3 separate regions of the Cricetulus griseus genome follow, and all the other regions are linked to region 3. Evidence: chromatin contacts called from public Hi-C data. All regions are on one chromosome and are shown on one strand. The core of a region is the stretch at or near the end of the contact, and the rest is flanking DNA. Distances in the headings are between cores, read along the strand shown. Region 1 has its middle 62 kb from the start of Syk. Region 2 has its middle 110 kb from the start of Syk. Region 3 has its middle 6.0 kb from the start of Nfil3.

The links. Hi-C and Micro-C count contacts between places; a contact is called where the count stands out from the background.
Region 1: a Hi-C map of the CHL-YN cell line shows a contact between it and region 3, with 4 times the contacts expected there. The contact joins two enhancer-like sites. A contact is called at or near these places in 7 of 8 Hi-C or Micro-C datasets (the CHK-Q cell line, the CHL-YN cell line, the CHO-K1 cell line and 3 more).
Region 2: a contact with region 3 is called in a Hi-C map of liver, with 4 times the contacts expected there. The contact joins two enhancer-like sites. A contact is called at or near these places in 3 of 8 Hi-C or Micro-C datasets (the CHL-YN cell line, the CHO-K1 cell line and liver).

What each region holds. Positions count from the first base shown.
Region 1 is chr3:271,595,755-271,598,454 of CriGri-PICRH-1.0, reverse strand. No RefSeq gene overlaps it. Among named protein-coding and RNA genes, the nearest start is that of Syk, 62 kb to the right of the region's middle. Within about 2 kb of position 1,359, at least 1 of the 6 cell types and tissues checked has open chromatin away from gene starts, as enhancers often do.
Region 2 is chr3:271,642,433-271,645,132 of CriGri-PICRH-1.0, reverse strand. No RefSeq gene overlaps it. Among named protein-coding and RNA genes, the nearest start is that of Syk, 110 kb to the right of the region's middle. Within about 2 kb of position 1,397, at least 1 of the 6 cell types and tissues checked has open chromatin away from gene starts, as enhancers often do.
Region 3 is chr3:271,942,460-271,945,159 of CriGri-PICRH-1.0, reverse strand. No RefSeq gene overlaps it. Among named protein-coding and RNA genes, the nearest start is that of Nfil3, 6.0 kb to the right of the region's middle. Within about 2 kb of position 1,414, at least 1 of the 6 cell types and tissues checked has open chromatin away from gene starts, as enhancers often do.

The DNA.
Region 1 (2,700 bases), core at 110-2,609, 350 kb after region 3:
ATCAGGGTGTATTATTAACTCAGGCTATGAAGTCCAGCAAAAGTTCCAGTGTCTCAGAATGCAAGAGACATTTTTGTTACAATGCAACACCAGGGTCCTTGACTTTGCTCTCAGGGTACAGAGATGATGGGATGTGCTAGGGGTCTCCTGCACCCCAAGCAGACTCCTTGACACCTGTCTTGTGATAACCTCCTCCGTTTTCTCTTGGGAGAGTGAACCAATCCCCTGGCAGACACTGTAGTCACCTTTTAGCTTGTTAACTCAGAATTATAAAGGAGCCCAAAGGGATGAGGTAATGACTTCACGTCCACTTGAATGCAGCCATGTGGGTGCCCTAAGCCAGAATCACATCCCTCCCTCCATCACAAACACTTCAAGGCCAATCATCCAGTCATCGGAGAATCCAGTCATCGGAGCAGGAAGAAAACTTGCCAAGGGGCCACTAGGGACACCAGTGACATCAGCCCATGTCCACCCTTTGATCTCAGGTCTGTGATCTCTAGTGCCAGGGTTTTAATCTTTGATGTCTCCCACAGACATTTGAACATTGGTCCTAGCTGCTGGTGGTGTTTAGAGAAGCCATAGAGCCTTTAGGAGACGAGGTCTAGGTGGAGGAAACGTTATGAGGGTTGGCCTTGGAAGGTTATGCCAGCCTCCTGGTTGAGTGCTTTCTTCATCTTGTGGCTCACCTCGATGTGAACCAGCTCCTCTGTATGGTCCCCTGCCTGTAACTGAGCTTCTCAGCCCTGCCTTCCCCCTCCACAAAAAGCCAAAGCCCTGAAACCATCAACTAAAAACAAATCTTCCATCCTTTAGGCTGCTACGCCAGATATTATGGTCACAGTGGTATGAGTGACTAAAACCAGCGACGAGAGAGACACTCATTCTGAACATCTAACTGAGTCCTTGGGAGGATTCTAGCGATTATGTGAAACACTGAAGAGTGAGCTTGGCTGCCTAGTGCTGTGCTCAGGCTCCTGGCACTGTCATTAGCCCTAGTCCCAGGTAGCTAAAGGACAGTCTGTGTAGACAAACACATCTCTGCAGCACCTAAGATATGCTGATCTTCCTGGCATTTCTCAGATATTTTCTTCATTGTGTCAGGAGGATCACTCATCTTTGCTTTTGACTCATGTCTCAAAATCAAGGAGAGACATAAGCTGTTCCTCTACTGTGGTTTTTGAAACACAGCTGGCATGCCTGAGCGTGAAAAGATGCTGGGGCACTAGGTAGAAATGGGGCAGAGCTCAGAGCCAGGGTCTCACTCTATGCCAATCTGAGAGCATCTCAGACTTCCTGGGTACCATTTCCTCACCCAGAAAGCACAGGCTGTGCTTGTCACCTCCCTGGCTCCTCCCTGCTGTAAGCCTGAATCTTCTGGGCTGTAAAGATCCATGAGTCACTCACTCAGTGACACACAAGCTCACTGCTTTGTTTTTCAAATACTTTCTCTTGGTCAAAATCCCAGGAGCATCAGCAAGCCTAAGTATTCTTGTTGTCTGTGAGACCTCTGGGTAGGAGTGACATGTCCTGATGTTCTAGTAATTAAGAGAGACTCTGGAGCAGAGACCAGGAAGCTGGGATGTGGGATCCCTTCCAGAATAGTCTGCACCCCGCCAATGTTTATCAAACCCCCAAGATTACTCCATTTTGATGTTAACCTAGCAGAAATAAAATTGTGCCAAGTGGACCACCCCCTCTTTTCTTTGAGACAGGGTTTCATGTTGCCCTGTCAGGCCTGGATATCACGACGTAGCTGAGTGCAACCTTGAACACCTGACTTTTCTGCCTCTGCCTCTCGAGGGCTGGGAGAACAGGCATGCACCTGCTTTTACTCAGAACTGGGAGCAAACCTAGGGATTCATATCCATTAGGCAAGCTCTCTACCTACTCATCTACCTGCCACCACATGTCCAAGTAGACTTTTTTAAAGTAAATAAACAGATCTGTTTAAATCCCTTCTCAGCAGTACTTTGATGTCCAAGATTAGAAATTGCTTCCTCGAATATAACTTGGTATATTATTTCTGCACCGGCTGGAACGTGATTTCCTGCTGTGTATCCACTTGGCAGTGCTTACTCTTATTAAACAGGTACTTTGTTAGGGAGGAAGTCTCTCCATTTCCTGCCTGTAGACCAGGTGGCACGCTTGTCTGAGGGTCTGCTGCCACCTACTGGAAACCTGAAGAGTAGCATCACATTCAGAGTTGGAAATTCCTAAGGGCAGGTGGAGGGAGGTCCTGTCCAGAATGGAGAGTGGCCCACTGGCCAGGCATGCCCATCTTTGTGTTAGGGGCTTGGTGCTGTTCTCATCTTCCTCTTCTTCCTCCCATCTCCTCCCATCTCCTGGCAATGCTTGCTTTTTTAACTCGGCTCATGCTAAAAGAAATGAACCAGAGGAGGGAATGGCTGCCATCGGGACATTGCTTCAGAAAACACCTTCATTGCTTCAGGAGGTCCTTATCTGTGTTACCCATCCTTCATGTCCGCCACATGACACGTGCGGGGGTGCGGGCTGGCCTGATGTCTGTTGGGGTGGCAGGGACAGCATGTTCCGGGGCTGAGAGTCACACCATGGGCCCCAGAAGCCCTGGTACAAGGCAAGGAGCTGAGGACTGAGTACTGGACTTGACTCCCTGCTGCTGTGTGCCTTCTGAGGGGACCACAGTAAGATGTGCCAAGGGCACACTCAGAGCTGGCA
Region 2 (2,700 bases), core at 148-2,647, 300 kb after region 3:
ATACTATAGTGGAAAGTTCCATTAGCCAGGTTGAGGAGCTGTGGATGTCTCTGCAGGAGGAGACAGAATCCCTGTGTCCTCAGTATAGGCTCGATGTCCCCAGAGTATTTCACCCAAGTCAGCAGCAACTACTCAGAGAAAACCAAGAGCTTGGGCCGCTGTCTTGGTGGGCTTTCTGCCACCTCCAGAGGCAACCGCATCGCCTCCAGACTTATCCTAAATTTAGCTGGCACATCTTTAGGTACTAAGTGTTCCCAGTTAGCACCCCGTGTTTAATCTACCCTGCTAGGTCTCCTGGTCTCTGGGTTGGGTCATGGTGGGAACTGACAGACAGCCCATCTGAGCTATGCAAGTGCCACCGCTGAGTCGGTCCCCCGAAGTTGTACGTGAGTGGCCACTGTGGAAAGTTCTTGAGTGAAGAAGTCGTGCAATCACCTCAGGCTCGGGCCTTGAGAACCTGCAAGAAGAACCTTGCATGTATCTTTCTTCTACCTTCAAAAAATGACCAAAGCCTTTGACCAGATGGCTGTGTGTGAGGGACAGGAGAAGTCCTGATGTCACCCAGGATAGACTGGGGGCTGGTCTGAACCCACTTTGGACTGGGGGCTCAACTCTGGGTTGGGAGGGCTGGGGATAAATTGGCTTAAATTTGTATGTGTAGGTGGTGCTCCTGAATGTATTTCCGCATGACATGCATGCCATGTTTGTGGAAGCCAGAGAGAATGTCAGATCCCTCATAACTCTAGTTAGACAGTTTCGAGCCATGGTGTGGGTGCTGGGACTGGAATCTGGGTCGTCGGGAAGAGTAGTGAGTGCTTTTACCTCTGAGCCATCCCTCCAGCCCTGATGAGTGGACTTTTGACCTGGTTCATTTCATAATAGGCCCTTTGGTGTCAGAAGACCTTCTGTGCTTACCTTCCTGGCTCCCGAATACGTAGTTGAGCTGAAATGCTCACTCTTGGTGACTTCCTAGGGAACTGGCCACAAGATGATCATTAGGGAATGACAGTCCAGCTACAAATCATCTTTGTAACCATAGCTAGTCTTCTAGGGGTGGCCTTTGAGCTGGAGCAAACCCCTGCCACACACCTTTCATTTTGCCTGATAGGTTTTCTGTGCTCAGGTGAACACAAAACAACAGAAGCACACATTGCCATGGGCAAGAACAGGCTCCTTTAACAGTCTCCAGTACTGGATGGGAAACTCCTGAATTGGATGTCCTAGACTCTTTACAGCTAGGATTCTGGGGGAGGGTCAGCTGCTGTTATGTTCAAGGGCTGCCTGACAGCTCGAGGGACCAGGACTGGGTGTCTGTTTGCATCTACAAATAGGAGCCCTTGTTTAGTTCTACTAAACGACAGAATTATGATGACTTATTTACAGACCTTAATTAATTTAGTTTTCCATTGCAGAATTTGGCAACACTTCACGGCATGAAATAGACTGAGTTTGCCAATAGGCAGAGCTGAGGAGGCTGCTTTTATAACTGGAAAGGGGCCGAAGGACACAGAAGCAGAACACAAGGTGGATTGTTCATTTTTTTCCTTGTAAGGTGGACGATAGGCTCATGCTGCTGGCCTAATACTAGTTTACCTCAGGTTACTTTCTGTAAGGATTAGAACAGAGGGTCAAATTACCCGCCCCCCTCTGTATGTGTGTGTGTGTGTGTGTGTGTGTGTGTGTGTGTGTGTGTGTGTGTAATTTGGCTCTTAGCAGTTTTGATTTTCCAGAGGTCAGATAAACAACTCAGTTTAGGCTCAGTGCCGTGGATGTGGGCAGCTGTGGCTCCCACTGAGTTTGAATGTGCAGGAACCTGCTCCACAGCAACATCTCCCATGGTTTTTGTTGAGCACACGATCTCTGTGGTGCCTTGATGCTGCTTGTGACTTTTCCTGGACATGAGAACAAACTGATATGGTAGAGCAATATGTGCAGCTTAGTGAACCAAGAACTCCGGGAGTTACCTGCTGTAGGGGTATGTCTGAGGGGTTACCTCAGGGACATGGGTGACTCAAAGACACCTGCATCATTGAAAAGCCCTCCCCAGCATGGATGACGAGCCCTGCATGAGCTTCAGGCAGCTTGGCCAGTTGGAGAGCAGCTACTGTTACGTTAATACAACCTTGGCCGTGGCCATGTGATTGTCCTAAGTTTCTGAAACTTCCTGAAACACACACGCTTTATGTTCTTAGTCCTAGTGGGCTTCCCTCAACTCTAACACAGAATATTTCGATTGGAGGGAAGTAGCCACACAATATAGGTTCTGCAGTGATGGAGTTTAGCAGTTGTCACAGAGACTGTGGGATCCAGAAAGACAAAATTATGTCACCCTGTGGTCCTTCACAGATTGTCTTTGCTGACAGGCAGGGATGGAGGCCTGGCCTCTTCTTGTGTCTTCTCTTGCATTGTTAGGTCAGGAGGACCATGCCTTCTTCAGCAACTTTTCCAGGTCCCTCCTCTGATTTCTGAGTGTCAAGTGGAGTCAATGTTCCATGTGTTGGGGTATTAGTAGAATTCAGCTTGGCCCGGCTCCAAGAGTGACCTCAGAGCCCATAATCCTTATTGTTCCGAAAACCATTCCAAGAATCACAGCCTAAAGCTTGTTCCTTCAATGGCTTTTAAAACACTTAATTCTAAATACTAAGCCTTTTTTCCCCAGTCAAGTCACTGAAAGTATTTTGGCTTTCTGAGCTGACTCCT
Region 3 (2,700 bases), core at 165-2,664:
TCTTTTAGTCTGCTCTATCCAGACCTTCCTTTTGACACATTAAAATATGTTCACTATCACATCTTACTACTGCCCAGCTAGGTTATCACAGCCAAAAACAAAAGCCCTCCCCAACACCCTCTCCTCTGTGCTTTAGGAAGCACTAGTCTTTTCAGTGTGTGTGGGGGGGAGGGGTGCGTGCCTGTGCACATGAGTGTACAAGTGTGGGTGCCTGCACCTGGCGTGCTCATGTGGAGGCCAGAAGTCAACACCGGCATCTTCCTCAGCTGGTTTTGGAGACAATCCTGGAACGTGGAGCTCACTGACCAGCTAGAGTGACTGGCCAGTGAGTTCCATGTTCCTCTTGTGTCTGCCTCCCCTGTGCTGGGCCCACAACACTATAAGCCTTGTGACAGCAGAGTTCAGCCCTGACAAGAAGGTAAGTCAGGAAGGAGTCCCCAACACTGACAGTGTCTCCCTGCGAGACTGAAGGGCCTCGCTCTGTCTGCTGCTTTTAGTGAAGGGTTCCTTATCAGAAAACGAATTTGCAACAATGGAGCTGAGTTTGATATCTGTTTTCAGGAAGAGAAAGAACTTGGTTGGGCCTAGGTTTCCCAGAAATGGGAGCTGGAATCATAAAGGACTTCAGGGAGGGCTGGTCCCAGAACTGCAAGAAGGATGGGAAGGGGGGAGGGGAGGCACAGAGGAAGGAAAACACTAGGACCAGGGAATTTGGTACCTTGCTGACCAGACCTCCCCAAGACGCTGAGGTGTTCTGCCTCTGTTGCTCACAATTCGTCTGGTGATGCTCTGTGGTTCCTGAGGAAAATGACACCTAGTCCTGGCATAAGTTCCTGGGGACAGGAAGTGTCCTATCTGCTCTGGGTCTATAAAATCCAGCTTGCTGCAGATTTTATGGAAAGCCCAGATGAAAGCCCCAGAGTCAGACTTGCTGGCGGTGATTGGAGACATTAAGGCTCCAAGATGGCTGCTCGGAGGGCAGGTAGTAAGGCCTGGGATTCCTGAACCTAAGGGGTTCCAGGAGAGTTGTGCTGCAACTTGACACAACCCAAGTGTCCTGGCTAGTTTTATGTCAACTTGACACAAGCTAGAGTCGTCCAAAAGGAGGGAACCTCAATTGAGAAAATGCCTTCATAAGATCTGTCTGTGGGCCATTTTCTTATTTAGTAACCATGGGGAGGTTCATGTGGTCTCAGCTTTGGCCAACTTACTTGAATTCATTACTTTACTTGTTATCATGATAAAATGCCTGGCAATAAGCAATGTAAAGGAAGAAACATTTCTTTTGACTTAGTTTTAGAGAATACGAGTTCACCACAGCGGGAAGGTATGGTGGCAGAAGTCTGAGGCCCTGGTCATTACTGCTCTGTAGTCAGGAAGCAGAGAGAGTGAAAAGGAAGTTGGCCGGAGCTATCAAACCTCAGACCCACCCACAGCAACCCACTTCCTCCAGCGAGGCTCCTTACCTAAAGGTTCCACAACACTGCCACTAGCTGGAGACTAAACTTGCAAAGCCAGTGGGGACACTGCATTTTGAGATACAGCACTGCTGGACCCCGGGGCACACCTGTCTGACTCCAGCTAAGATGCTTCCTAGCAGGGCTTCCCTGGGAAGGATGCGGGCTTCACACTAGCAATGCACAACTCCCAGAGCTGAGCCTGCTTCCTCGACACACCCATTGCCTGTCTGCGGAGTGGCAAGGGTGGGAGTCCTCATTACACGGGATGTCCTGATGAGGGTGTGAGCTTGCTGTGGCTGCCTGGGCCGCTTCTTACCATTGCTCTTCTACAGACAGAGCTGAAGCACAGACTCTGTGTGTGCAGCTCTACTCTGCTGCTTTTCAGATGAGGAAACTTCAGGATTTCGTGTCACTCAGAGTCCCGGCCAAGTCCCTACAGTATTTCTTTTATTTATTCTCTGGAGCTGGAGCTGGAGCCCAGGGCCTTATGAGTTCTAGGCAAGCACTCAGCCACTGAGCCCCAACCTCAGAGCCACTAAACTGACTCTTACTGTACATGTGACATTGGTCATTAAAAAGCTCAATTGGGGACCACTGAAATGGTTCAGCGAGTGAAGGCACTCGCCCCTAGGACTGGTGATGTGTGTCCCATTCATGATCTTGCACCCACTTCTAAAACTTCAGACAAACTCTTCCCCTTCAAGAAGTGCTCTGTTCCCTGCCATGGGCTAAAAGCTGTCTTTCCTCTGACAGCTGGAACATAGCCTGTGCTTTCGAGTGACTGTTATCACACTGTGAGCGTCATCTGGGTTTGATTTCAATCCACCATCACTCCCCATTCTCCCACAAATCGATGAGCCTGGCTTGCCCAGAGTGTGTCAAAGGAAAGGAAGAATGAGGTCTTTGGCTGTAGCAGGGATTAGGAATTCCTGAAACTTAGAAGGTGTTCAATAAATGGAATAATCAGTGACCTGACACCCCTGTTATTTCTGGGATGCTGTCTTGTAGTCATAGACACTCACTTGTTCAGTGGAATTGAAGGAGGACCTGGCAGTGTCTAGCTAGTCTACACACACACACACACACACACACACACACACACACACACACACACACACACACACACACACACACACACACACACACACACACACACACACACACACACACACACACACACACAACACACACACACACACACACACACACACACACACACACACACACACACACACACACA